2 separate regions of the Salvelinus alpinus genome follow, and region 2 is linked to region 1. Evidence: chromatin contacts called from public Hi-C data. All regions are on one chromosome and are shown on one strand. Each heading gives the region's core, a stretch centred on a gene start, on an enhancer-like site or on the middle of the called end of the contact. The rest is flanking DNA. Distances are from core to core; before and after follow the strand shown.

Region 1 (6,730 bases), core at 2,479-4,978:
AAAATATGTGCCAGAAAATGTGTGTAGCATCTTCGGAGTGTGAGCTTCTACAAGACTGATCAAATAGTAGGCCTATATCTGATTGGTCTAAGGAAAACAGAACCATAAATGTACCTTTCTTCAGCAGCTCAGGGCAGGGCTGTATGGCACACTCCACATTGGAGTTCTCAAAGTACTGTTCCGTTCTGTTGACCTTTTGTTCTGGGGGAGTGGCCTCTTTCCCCTAAGAACAAAACAAAACAATCAGGGGATGTTGCTCAGAAAACCAAAACATCCCTGAACATTTTTACTGGATAATATACACATGCTTCATTATCTCTCTTATCAATGCGAACAAAATAGGTATACAATGACTTTACATGCACAGAGCAAACAGAGTTGTAGCAAAAATATTAATTTAAATGGGCAGTGCAGTTAAAACTTTGATTTTTCCTTTTTATGATATTTCAACACTATGGAGGTCAAAATAACACTCTGAAATTGTGAAAATTACGATAATGCCCTTTTAGTGTAAGAGCCGTTTGAAAAGAAATGGCTGGAATTTCAGCCTGTTCAGTAGATGGGAGGGAGTTTGTTTCCCAGATCATGACATCAATCTGATCTGATTATAATAGACCAATGACTGTTCATCTGGGTAAGGGGTGGGCTCTAGACAATCCTATCAGATAATCAGAGCTGTCTCAGTAAATATCTTCAAATGTATTACCTAACGCCCACTAGGGCTGGGCGATATGGCCTAAAACTAATATCTCAATTATTTTCTAACTTGGGGGAGATTCACAATATCTAGATAAATAAAAAAATCTCTCTAAATAAGCTTTGTTGTACAATTAAAGGTCAAATACACTGCATAAATAGTTGTACCAGCTTTCTTTGTTGTTACAATAATCACTGATCTGGCTTTCAGGTCCATCTATAAAAAGCCCCTTTTGTTATTTTTTTTTACCAGAACCATGCACAATACACATTCACTAAAAATGTAGCAGGCATTATAGAAAATGAACATTGGTCTCACAAACAATCTCTCAAGCACAAGCCCACGTGCTAGTGAGTAGCCAGCTAATATTTAGTCAACTTAGACGTAGGTATAATTTTACAAGCTCTGAATTCAGCTAACAATCGTTATGAACACAACCTTGTGTCTGTCTCCCAGCTGTTTGAACAGCAGGCTAGCCTGTCCACTTTGCTCAGATGTTGGAATCAAGTGGCCTACCTTGTTTCTCAGAATGAGTTGCCAACTCCTTACATAATTGGTTTATGCTTATTGCACTTTTATAAAACACAGACTAAATAGCTAGTAGAGAAATCTTTGACTAAAATGCTGCTAGCGATACGTGGTATCGTAATGGTATCGTAATGGATACGTGGTATCTAATGGTATCGTAATGGATACGTGGTATCGTAATGGTATCGTAATGGATACGTGGTATCGTAATGGTATCGTAATGGATACGTGGTATCGTAATGATCGCAACAAACATTCCTTTTCTCCAGAATGAATGTTAATTGGTACATTGTTTTAAATTTGAGGAGTTGAAACGGTTCGATAGGTTAACTTCTCCTCTATTACACTAAACTAATGTCTGTGTGTTTCGGTGTCTATATGACAGATTCTGTTGGACCAAACCTCAAATGCAAATAGCGAGGATGAAGTGACCGCTCATCTTTGTTGTTGTGAGTGGTAAGGGGAGGGGCATGGGAGAAAGAGACGAGAAGTTTCACTTGCGCTTATTTTGAACCTAAGCTTGGTCGTCTGCCTTCCCGCCTTTGGGACAATGACTCCCATTGTGAGGGCGGAGACATGAGCATCTAGTTTATTATATAGAGATCTCTGGTGTAAATGGGAAGGTGCACAGCACAGAAGGAGCGAACTAGACTAGACCAAAAAGACAATATGAGAACAAGCAGACATCAAAGTTCATAAAAACGAAAAATACAAAAACACTTTATTCTGCGATACAGGCGTATGGAATATTGCGCAAAAACATAGGTTGGTGGAATTAATTCGATATCACACCCAGTCCTAACGCCCACACGATCAGGCTGAGCATTTCAAGGGACAAAATAGGTTGAGGGAAATCAATGATAAAATATTTTATTTTCATTAAATAAACACACAGTAATTTATTATACATAAAAAAACATTTAAAAACGGGCATAGGCAACAACAAAAAAATACTAAAATAAATAAAATAATAAAATACAAATAAAAATCGCTGGAGATCACCATTAGGCCTACTTCCACACACCAGAACAAACTAGGGCCAGGACAATACCAGTATTGGATACATGTTCATGTTTTGTCAAGGAAACAAAACACGAAGTGGATTTAAATTCTTCAGAATAACAGCTCTGATGTTGGAAACAAACATCATTATGTTGTCATCCAGAGTCTCATTTACTTATTTTCCAAACTATAGCACACAATAGTTTACACACAGCAGGTTTTTAATAGGAACAAAGATTTTTGTCTGCTTCTTGTTTTCATTTTTGCCATGGAAAATGGCATCGTCACAGCCCTAGACGAAATGTGTGTCAATTGTCATTCCAAACCTTACTTACTTGGAACTCTCCGACAACATGAGCCAGGAGGAACTCATACCTCTCGCTGCTGGAGAGGGCAGACAGCACATCGGGGACTGTCTGGTGGACTGGTCCTCTAATCTTCTGTTCTGCTGTGCCCTCCAGGTGGCTGTCGAAGCCTGCGTTACCTGGCAGCTGGAAGCGCTGGTCTTGAGGCCCGAACGGACCCATGTTCTCATCAGGCCACACTGTCCTGTGACCTGATGTAAACAAATAACAATGAGACATAATTGAACACTTTCTAAAACACTGGGAACTGAAAATACATGTTTTTCATGAAGTTGACCCAAATATTGAACTGATTAACGTTCCTTCTGAATAACAGACAGTTGGTTTAAGATGTTCACGTTCATGCAAGTACAGTAGCATCATTGTGATTAGAGGTCTGTGCTTACCAAGGTCAGGGGGTGTGATGGCTAATCGAGGCTCATCAGAGCCAGAGGATCCAGCACCAGAGAATGTTCTCTGGTTGGGTCCAGCGATCCGCCGGACGAGTACGTGAAGCCCTGGCAGGTATGTCACCAGCCTGGCTCTACTACAGAGCACCTGGAGAACAGAGAATGAACGTCCCCATCAGGTCACACACACGACAAAAAAACATGTTAAGTGTGTGTGTGTTGACTTACACTGGCCATCCTGTTGGGCCTCTCTCTTCTGTGATCCACTTGTAAAACTGCAAAAGAAAAAGGAATACATTAACTAAACGCATAGCTTGCTAATTATTTGAACACACAATTATGAATATCTTATAAATTAGCTCGTATGTCTGCCATTTGTTATGCTCATTTATGATGTCAAACTAGATAGCCGTCTGCCTCATTACATAACGGGCTATAGAACGGAACGTTTACTTTGTTAACTAAAAAAGTGAGAGGTACTGCAACTACTGCTAACTTAGCTAGCTTCTAGGTGGAGGAATTTTCTTAGTTGACTCTGGCAATCGTAACTTCAGAAGTTTTACCTTAAATATATACCTTGAAGAATATCCCCTTCTTGCATGCATAAATCAATCAAATACGTTGGTAAACTCAATAGTTTTAATCTGTTTTTATAGCTGGCCTGCAATATGCCTGCGTCACATCGCTTTTGATGTGCACATGTGCCGTTACCAACAAGAGACAAAAACAGTCTGACGTAACACTGTTCTTCTTCTTCGATTCAGTTTAACGGCGGTTGGTATCCAATAAATGTTGCATTACCGCCACCTGCTAGACTGGAGTATAATTCCCTTATACTTTGCTTAAAAAAATATATATTAAAAAAATAAAAAAATAAATATATAAAGTACCATACCATCAAACACTTAATTCACAAAAAAAAACATAAACACAACCCTACTCCATTATTTAATCTATTAAGTCCTACTTCAGGCCAACAACCTGAAAGGATGGGACACCACCACTTAACACACCCTGCAACTCTCCCACGTCAAGTCTCACACACCCAAACACCTCTCTGCAGCTGCCACCCCAACCTCTTTTCTGCGACTTACATTCCATCTCTGCAGTACAGTTGATATCCATTGCTATAATTGCCAAAAATCACATTTTACTGAAACATGCAGTTCCAGTAAAAAGTTTGGACACACCTACTCATTCCAGGGTTTTTCTTTATTTGTACTATTTACATTGTAGAATAACAGTGAAGACATTAACACTATGAAATAACACATATGGAATCATGTACTAACCAAAAAAGGTGTTAAACAAATTAATATATATTTTATATTTGAGATTCTTCAAAGTAGCCACCCTTTGCCTTGATGACAGCTTTGCACACTAATATCCCTTTTCCCGCCATTTTTTACCGACTCAAACTCACCCTCTTCCTCCATTCTCTTCCTCCATTCTCTCTCTCTCTCTCTCTCTCTCTCTCTCTCTCTCTCTCTCTCTCTCTCTCTCTCTCTCTCTCTCTTAGACCTCCTCTGCCTCTCTTCCCCCCCCCCATTCATCCTCTGTATTCCAAGTATACGTCTCCTTATGATAATACTGCACTTCTCCTGACATACATCTTGTTCTTACCTTCTCTAGGGACGCCATTTAACCGGCTGTCACAATCTCCGTACACTCAACACGAACCCCTCGGGATGTAGCGCTCAACAGTGCATCCCACTTGTAAAGCAGCTGCTTTATCTTGATGTCTGCTTCATCAATAGCTACCGTGAGACGCAACACGGTTGCAAAACAAATAAAAATATAAGAGAAACATGCAGAACCATGTTTGTCCACTAGAAGTCGTCATATGCCTATCCATGAGTACCAGCATTTATCTACAGATGGTTACTCTTGGTGCCAGTGGCAATTCTAATGATTGTTTTCAGACAAAAATAAATGTGACAGGGTAGGAACCAAAGTGTTTCATATGGGACTCTAATTATTGATTTACCTTTACAATGTATAACACTACCCCTCTAACTTTTAGCTCATATGAGAACTTGGTACCTGAAGGTGCATGTGTTTATACAGGTAAATTGTCCTGTGTTGTTGCTATGCAAATGTTTTTATTTTAGGGCAACCTGCCCCAGTATCAGCATCCCCCAGTATCTAATGCCCCGGAACCTCCGATTCAAACTCTGCAAGCGTTATAATGTCAAAATACGTTCGTTTCTCACCAAATATGGAGATTCGCTAAGCAACTATCTTAATTTACTCACGTTACGGTCAGTATGTTCTTTCAAAAAGGTATAAATAAAAATGTACAGCCTTTGTTAACCTAATACTTTGCCAAAGCATAATTGGTATTTTCCATCTTGTTAGCTTCCAGACCAAATAGCCAACCATCCAGCTGCACATTTTACTAACCATATAATGAGACAGGTTAAGATATAACTAGTGCTGGGATTAACCTTGTGTTTTGTTATTCGTAATCCTGTATCAATTCTGTGATCATTTCGTTTGATTGAGATTGATTGTGCGTTATAGCAGCCCAAGGCTCCTTTGCATAAAATCAACATTTCCCACTATGTAATTGAATACACTGTCACACAAATATGCAGTATACAATGGAAATATGTGAATAAGGGCTTTAGTGTTCTCAATGTCTTGGAAAAGACCAGGTGTGGACAATCTGCAGCAGCCTTGAGCCAACAGGATATTACATAGCAGCCCTCCAAAACACAGGAAGCTGGCTGTATGAGTATAATGTATTATAGCTTGTTTTCATCAGTCTATATGGGTTTGGGTTATATTTAGTTTGGACTAATTCAATCCACGGGTCTCTGGTTCTGCTCCACCTGTTGAGTGACTCACAGAGGTTCTGAACCTGGGAGGAGATGACGTCATTCACCGGCATTCACTCACCATGCTCTCCTAGAGACTGAACACAGTGACATGGATGTTCTGTGCCTTTTTGGTCACATTAACTAACTAACAGATGTCTTTCAAAAAAGTGCATGCTGTTGTGCTTCCGTAGAGACTGCGTAAATATACTTGTATGCTATGATGGGATTACATATGAAAAGTAGGCTACATTGTTGTTGGTGTATGCACAGTGCCTTGCAAAAGTATTCATCCCCCTTGCCGTTTTTCCTATTTTGTTGCATTACAACCTGTAATATAAATAGATTTTTATTTGTATTTCATGTAATGGACATACACAAAATAGTCCAAATTGGTGACATGAAATTTAAAAAATAACTAGTTTAAAAAAAAGTGGTGCGTGCATATGTATTCACCACCTTTGCTATGAAGCCCCTAAATAAGATCTGGTGCAACCAATTACCTTCAGAAGCCACATAATTAGTTAAATAAAGTCCACCTGTGTGCAATCTAAGTGTCACATGATCTCAGTTTATATACACCTGTACTAAAAAGCCCCAGAGTCTGCAACACCACTAAGCAAGGGGCACCACCAAGCAAGTGGCACCATGAAGACCAAGGAGCTCTCCAAACAGATCAGGGACAAAGTTGTGGAGAAGTACAGATCAGGGTTGGGTTCTAAAACAATATCAGAAACTTTGAACATCCCACTGAGAACCATTAAATCCATTATTAATAAATGGAAAGAAAATGGCACCACAACAAACCTGCCAAGAGAGGGCCGCCCACCAAAACCTAGAAACCAGGCAAGGAGGGCATTAATTAATCAGAGAGGCAACAAAAAGACCAAAAGTAACCCTAAAGGAGCTGCAAAGCTCACCAGCGGAGAT
Region 2 (6,144 bases), core at 1,569-4,068, 240 kb after region 1:
GTGCAGTCCATGAGGAGGAGATGCACTGCAGTACTTAATGCAGCTGGTGGCTACACCCTTTGTTCAGGTACACATTATTCCATTTCTGTTAGTCACATGTCTGTGGAACTTGTTCAGTTTATGTCTCAGTTGTTGAACCTTGTTATGTTCGGACAAATATTTACACATGTTAAGTTTGCTGACAATAAACGCAGTTGACAGTGAGGACGTTTCTTTTTTTGCTGAGTTTACTACTACTACTAGTTTGTCCCATTTAACAATCCCCCATATTAGAAAACTTATTTCATTTCAAATTTCACATTTCTCTAGTATAGGCTAGAGAAATGTGTTGATCATTTTGGTTTATCGTCCCAGCTCTAGTAGAAACTATATAACCTAATACAGCAAGCTGTGGCTCCTGACTTGGAAAACCCAACATATTTGAATCTGTCATGGCAAAGTCCAGACAGCTTTGATCTGATTGGAAAGTCACAACAGGACAATGCTTAGGAAGGGCATACTGTATGTAAACAAATGACAGAGAAAAGATGAACGACTGTTTTAATCTTTGAATCTCACCTGAAACTTCTTCAGCGTGTAGTTGTAAACAAGGTCAACATTCACATTCACCTCACGGTCCATATCCACGCTGTACTTCCTTTTCAGGGCCAGCCTCTCTGCAACTAGAAACGTAGACACAAGTATTTAAAATATGAACTCTTCTCTGATTAAACATATTGAATACGGCACTTTCCAATGAAACAAATAATGTTCTGACACTGGCAAACAAACACACACAATAGATGCACTGTACCTCCAGTGTTGAGGAAGGTGATTTGTCCTTTCCCAGTGTGCTTGTCATAGTCCACCCTCTGCACCTCTCCTCCCCCTCGACTGGGCTTGGAGAAGCTGATCTCCAGGCGGTCTCTCATTCGTTCCTCTGACAGGGGGAACGGGACATTGGAGTAGCTGAGTGTCTTTGTGGAGACATCAAGGTGTATCTGCACAGCAACAGCCACATAACTTGGTTACAGGTGTGTCACCTGGGCAATAGCAATGCAGTGAATCATCAACAATACAAGCCATTATAGACACCATTGTATCAATTGAATGGTATAGTTTTCTTGAAAGAATCCCTAATTCCTTACTGAAAGTTGATTGGAACACACCTTTACACTTTGCAGTAAATAAGATGACTCTATTCTAGAAAACAGACTCCATAGTAAACTAAATCATTATCGGCTGGAGGCGGTTATCTTTAACGTTTTCAAGGTACTTAATTTAACTTGACACATTCATTGTGTAAAATGGTGTACCTCAAACTTGACAAAGGGGTCCAGTGTAAGGCTTTTGGGCTTCACATGCACCTTGTCTTTATCACAGGACACAGTACACTTGGCCATCTTCAGGATCTGGGCAGCCACTGAGAGAGAGGGAAGGAGAATCCCAATATAACACATTCAAGATAATGACTCACATTCAACATAATGACTCGCATTCAACATAATGATGAGTTATGTAGATGAATGTGCACTGTCTTTATGAAGCCACAAAGATGGACATCCTGTACCTTTCTCCTCCTCAAAAGTGATGAGAGCCTGCCCCCCCTTCAGGAGCACTGATGGTCTCTGGGCAATGGTGAACACCCCCTTGATGTGTTGACCGCTGTCATCGCTGTCCTCCTCCTTACGGGTGAACTTCACCTTCTTTTCAGGGATCTGGACATGGATCTGGAACCAGCAGTAGAGTGTGAGTGTTGTCCATGCCAGAATTGCTTTCTTTTTAGTCCTCTCAAAATATTAGAATTTCATATTTAACATCTGTTGTTACATTACCTACCTTAAACTTCTGCTGAAGTGTAGCAGACTCTGTCTTCTTAGCCTGTAGCTTAGCCTGGCTTTTCTTCAGTTTCTCCATCAGATCTTTGTTACCATTCTCAAGCATCGAGATATCATTCTGTGTAACAATACCATGCATGTGGTTACATTTGAAAAACATATTTGAATCATCCACCACAGCATCAATATCTATCTGGGTGACTATACAGATAAAACTACAGTAGTAAATGTAATATAAATATGCATTGAGTGAATGTTATTTTAAAAGGCGTTCAGCCACGGGCAGGTAAGTGACTACCTGTATCCCTTTCACAGTTTGAGAGAACTCCTCCTGACGTCGCTCCCCCTGTTGTTGAAGGGCTATCAAATCTTTTGAAGCCTCTTTCTTTGAATCTTCTGCGCTCAGTTTTGCCAACTGCAGCCTAGATTTTTCGTCCTCTGCCTTCTCAAGTTGTTTCTGCATAATAATAGGAAATAAATATTTATGTAAAAAACATTAATTTGACAGATTAATAGCTAAACTCTGCAAACAGGCCTACCGTCAATTGTTTCAGCTCTTCCTTAGCTACAGACAGTTTCTGTTCTTCATCGTCGACGTTATCCATCTATTTATAAAAAGAGATGTAATGTATTTCGAAAAAAAGAATAGTCAATGGAAATTATTGTCCAATTGGCCTACATGAATTTACGCTACCTTTCCATTCACAAGCGGCTTGGCGGCGTCAGAGTCACCCATTATCTGCGTAAAAGTCTAAGAATTATTATTGCGATCATGTTACGTTTTATATGACAGATTCATTCATGGTCAGTTGCAAGTAATGTTAACTTACCGAATCGGCTTGAGAAAATACGGACTGATACGGTTTCCTACAGTCAAATATCACGACGAATTGATTACCTTTTGTAACCTACTCAAGTTCCTCGAAGTCACATGGGGTCGAAATCAAAAGTGAAAGTTACTACAGAGAGCAACGCAATGTAATAGCAAGTGATTTTCCATAATAACCGGAAACAAAATATGTGTTTTACAACAGGAAATCGAAGTTGCTGAAAGAATTGACATATACAAATATGCTGCTTCAATCGAAGTAGGACAGTACGACAACTGTCTGAACATAATGACTGAAAAAACGCTGGTATTGGAGGGTCTGCCAGACGACATAGACAAAATCAGACCCAAGTTGGATTTGCACTTTAAAAACAAAAGAAAGTCTGGAGGAGAGACATTACAAATTCAAGACTATCCCGGGGACAAGAGGAAGGCTTTGCTCGTTTACCATGAAGATGCAGGTAATTATTCCAATTTGTCATAATACAAAATATTTAGGCCTATGAATAAACACACATCCATAAAGGTCTATTTAAGCAATAAGGCCCGAGGAGGTGTGGTAAATGTCCAATATACCACGGGTAAGAGCTGCTCTTAAACACGACGCAACGCGCAGTGCTGTGGTATATTGGCCATATATCACAAACCCCCGAGGTGCCTTATTGCTATTATAAATTCGTTACCAACGTAATAAGAGCAGTAAAAATAAATGTTTTGTCATATCCGTGGTATATGGTCTGATATACCACGGCTTTCAGCCAATCAGTATTCAGTGCTCAAACCACCCAGTTTATAATTAAGTACAAAAGTAAAGTTATGAATTATTTCAATGTCCTTATATTAAGAAAACCAGAAGCACCATTTTCTTATTTTTAAAAAAATTTACGGATAGATAGGGGCACGCTCCAACACTCAGACAATTTACAAACGAAGCACGTGTTAAGTGAGTCGGACAGATCAGAGGCAGTAGGGATGACCAGGGTTGTTCTCTTGTGTGAATTGGATCATTTTCCTGTCATGCTAAGCATTCATAATGTAACGAGTACTTTTGGGTGTCAGGCAAAATGTATGGAGTAAAAAGTACATTATTTTAATTAGGAATGTAGTGAAGTAAAAGTTGTCAAAAATAGAAATAGTAAAGTAAAATACAGATACCTCCAAAAAACAACTTAAGAAGTTAAAGTATTTTTACTTAAGTACTTTACACCACTGTATGAGACCATATACCGGGGGTATGACAAAACATATTTTTTATGTTCTAATTATGTTTGTAACCAGTTTATAATAGCAATAAGGCACGTCCGGGGTTTGTGGTATATGGTCAATATACCACGGCTAAGGGCTGTAATCCAAGCAATCCGAGTTTCGTCGTGCTTAAGAACAGCTCTTAGCATGGTATTTAAGTGATAATGCCTGAGAAGCCGGTGTTTGGAGGATATATTGGCACGGGTGTTGTTAGGCCCGAGACGAAATCGAGGGCTGGCAAACCGTGCCAATATATTCTCCAAACACCATTTGAGGACAGTATCACTTTTACACAACGGGTTACCAACATATTGAAATAATGATTGACTTATTTAAATTAAAAACCTTATTTGGATGAATTTATTCATACTATTTCTTCCTTCCACAAGATATTGTCCCGACACAAATCTAGGGTTGCTACCCAAGCCGGCTGGTTGTTTGTTCTATCGGTTTGGTTGCCATAGGCGTGACCCAGTCATTCAGTGATTTTGTTCTGTATCTATGGATGCGACCCAGTCGTTCGTTCTAAATGTCCCATTTCCATAATGGCTGCCAACGTTCTTATCCCTTTCTAGCCAGAATAACAACAAAGTAGCTGCATTTGCATTAGTTTAAGCTGTTTTCTAATGACATTTATTTGGATACATCCATAACAATGAGCTAATGAGGCGCGATTTCGCCTTGCATAGAAAACGTGCTCACTCTTCAGGACACTGTTGTTCAGAGGAGCTAGCCAACAACACAGCTAAAACAATCACTTCTAACTGTAGCTTGAAAGACTGCAAACTAGCTGCACTTTGTTTCATTTGACCTTTTTTCAATTGACATTTCTTTGTATATATCCATAAAAATTATGCCAGCTGATTCATAATTTCGACTGGCTGAGAAACACTGCCTGCCTGTCTGTCTCGTCCCGACTTGCGACACGTTACTATATTACTATATGACAGCTGGAGATCTAATTTAAATATTGAAACAATGTTTCAAATGTCGTAGACCGACATCAAGGTTTATACAAATCTCCGCTGTTGAAAACTAAATGTTAGTCTAAAAGAAATGTGAGATAATGTCTAGATGCTTTTTATAGTGGAGTTTATAAATTGCCTGGCTGGGTTGAGACATTGGATTGCCCAGTCAGATGGAACAGAGTAAATAGGCATTTTAACGTCACATTTAGCTGGTGTTATCTTGTGGAATAGACACCGGCTGGAATACGGTTTTAACCAATCAGCATTCAGGATTAGACCCATTTGTTGTATAAATAGGCCATATAACACTGAGCCTTGTGAGTAGGCTGTGCTGAATGGTGATAATGGTGTTAGAAACTCTCCCACTGGGCACACACTGGTTGAATCAATGTTGTTTCCACGTCATTTCAATGAAGTTACGTTGAACCAACGTGAAATAGACGTTGAATTGACGTGTGTACCCGGTGGGTATAGAGCTCCAAATACCAAATGAATTTAGTTCAGTAATGTAACCTGTGTCTTAGGAGCCACATAAGTCTTTGTAAGATAAGTATGTAATGATGGTCTGTCAATTCCTCCTCAGCTCTGCAGAAAGTGTTGGCTAGAAAATGCCATAAAATTGATTTCAAAATCCCTTTTGGGGTGGTTGAGCTTCAAGTGAAACTGAAGGAAGATGGCGGTGAAACAGAAGTGAAGAAAGTTAAACCACCAGTCTTCCCTCGCCCTACAAAAGACAAACTGACTTCTCTAGGAAAGTCTTCACCTAACGTTGAAGAGAAGGTAATTCTTTATGTGTTGCTTATATTGTATCAAGTTAGAGTTGGCAATATACAGCATTACAGCATTACATCATTTGGACCTACTAATGTGTTTTCTCTCTGTCTTTGTCTGTGATGTATCAGCCAGTGTCAGAGAGTCTAGCGGGTAAGACTCATATTCATAAATATACTTAAAGTTGCACTATGCAGAATTCGCTCCGCAATTTCCTGGTTGCTAAAACTCTAATCGTTTTCCTAATTTCAGTTTATTTGACAAAATAAACTAGCATGGTGTAGAGAATAATTGTACCATCTAAACCGCTGTGGGGGGGGAAAAATCAAAAAGTTAAATATTGACATATCTTTAATAAGATATTAAATCAATAGGGAAATCACAGTAATGTTCATTCTGTGTGTCTGTTTATTTTTCAGATTCAGTGACGGATGATGACATAAAATTACTACTTGTCAGAACCACCAAGGAATGTGAAAAGGAGCTCCTTAACTTGTATTTTGAGCAGTTTGCT

What was found. Hi-C and Micro-C count contacts between places; a contact is called where the count stands out from the background.
Region 2: a contact with region 1 is called in a Hi-C map of red muscle, with 5 times the contacts expected there. The contact joins the promoter of LOC139539026 here to the promoter of LOC139539021 in region 1. A contact is called at or near these places in 2 of 3 Hi-C or Micro-C datasets (muscle and red muscle).

The regions. Positions count from the first base shown.
Region 1 is chr14:50,296,475-50,303,204 of SLU_Salpinus.1, forward strand. It overlaps LOC139539021 (cobalamin trafficking protein CblD-like), which reads right to left and starts at 3,729. Exons shown (of 8, transcript XM_071341698.1): 1 at 3,558-3,729; 2 at 3,210-3,256; 3 at 2,979-3,129; 4 at 2,563-2,783; 5 at 115-223. The coding sequence starts at 3,582.
Region 2 is chr14:50,541,347-50,547,490 of SLU_Salpinus.1, forward strand. It overlaps LOC139539026 (N-myc-interactor-like), which reads right to left and starts at 2,819. Exons shown (of 10, transcript XM_071341706.1): 1 at 2,648-2,819; 2 at 2,512-2,568; 3 at 2,357-2,422; 4 at 2,116-2,274; 5 at 1,819-1,935; 6 at 1,550-1,709; 7 at 1,296-1,402; 8 at 794-980; 9 at 559-662. The coding sequence starts at 2,553. It overlaps LOC139539024 (protein mono-ADP-ribosyltransferase PARP14-like), which reads left to right and starts at 2,914. Exons shown (of 26, transcript XM_071341702.1): 1 at 2,914-3,107; 2 at 5,443-5,639; 3 at 5,762-5,783; 4 at 6,050-6,144. The coding sequence starts at 2,936.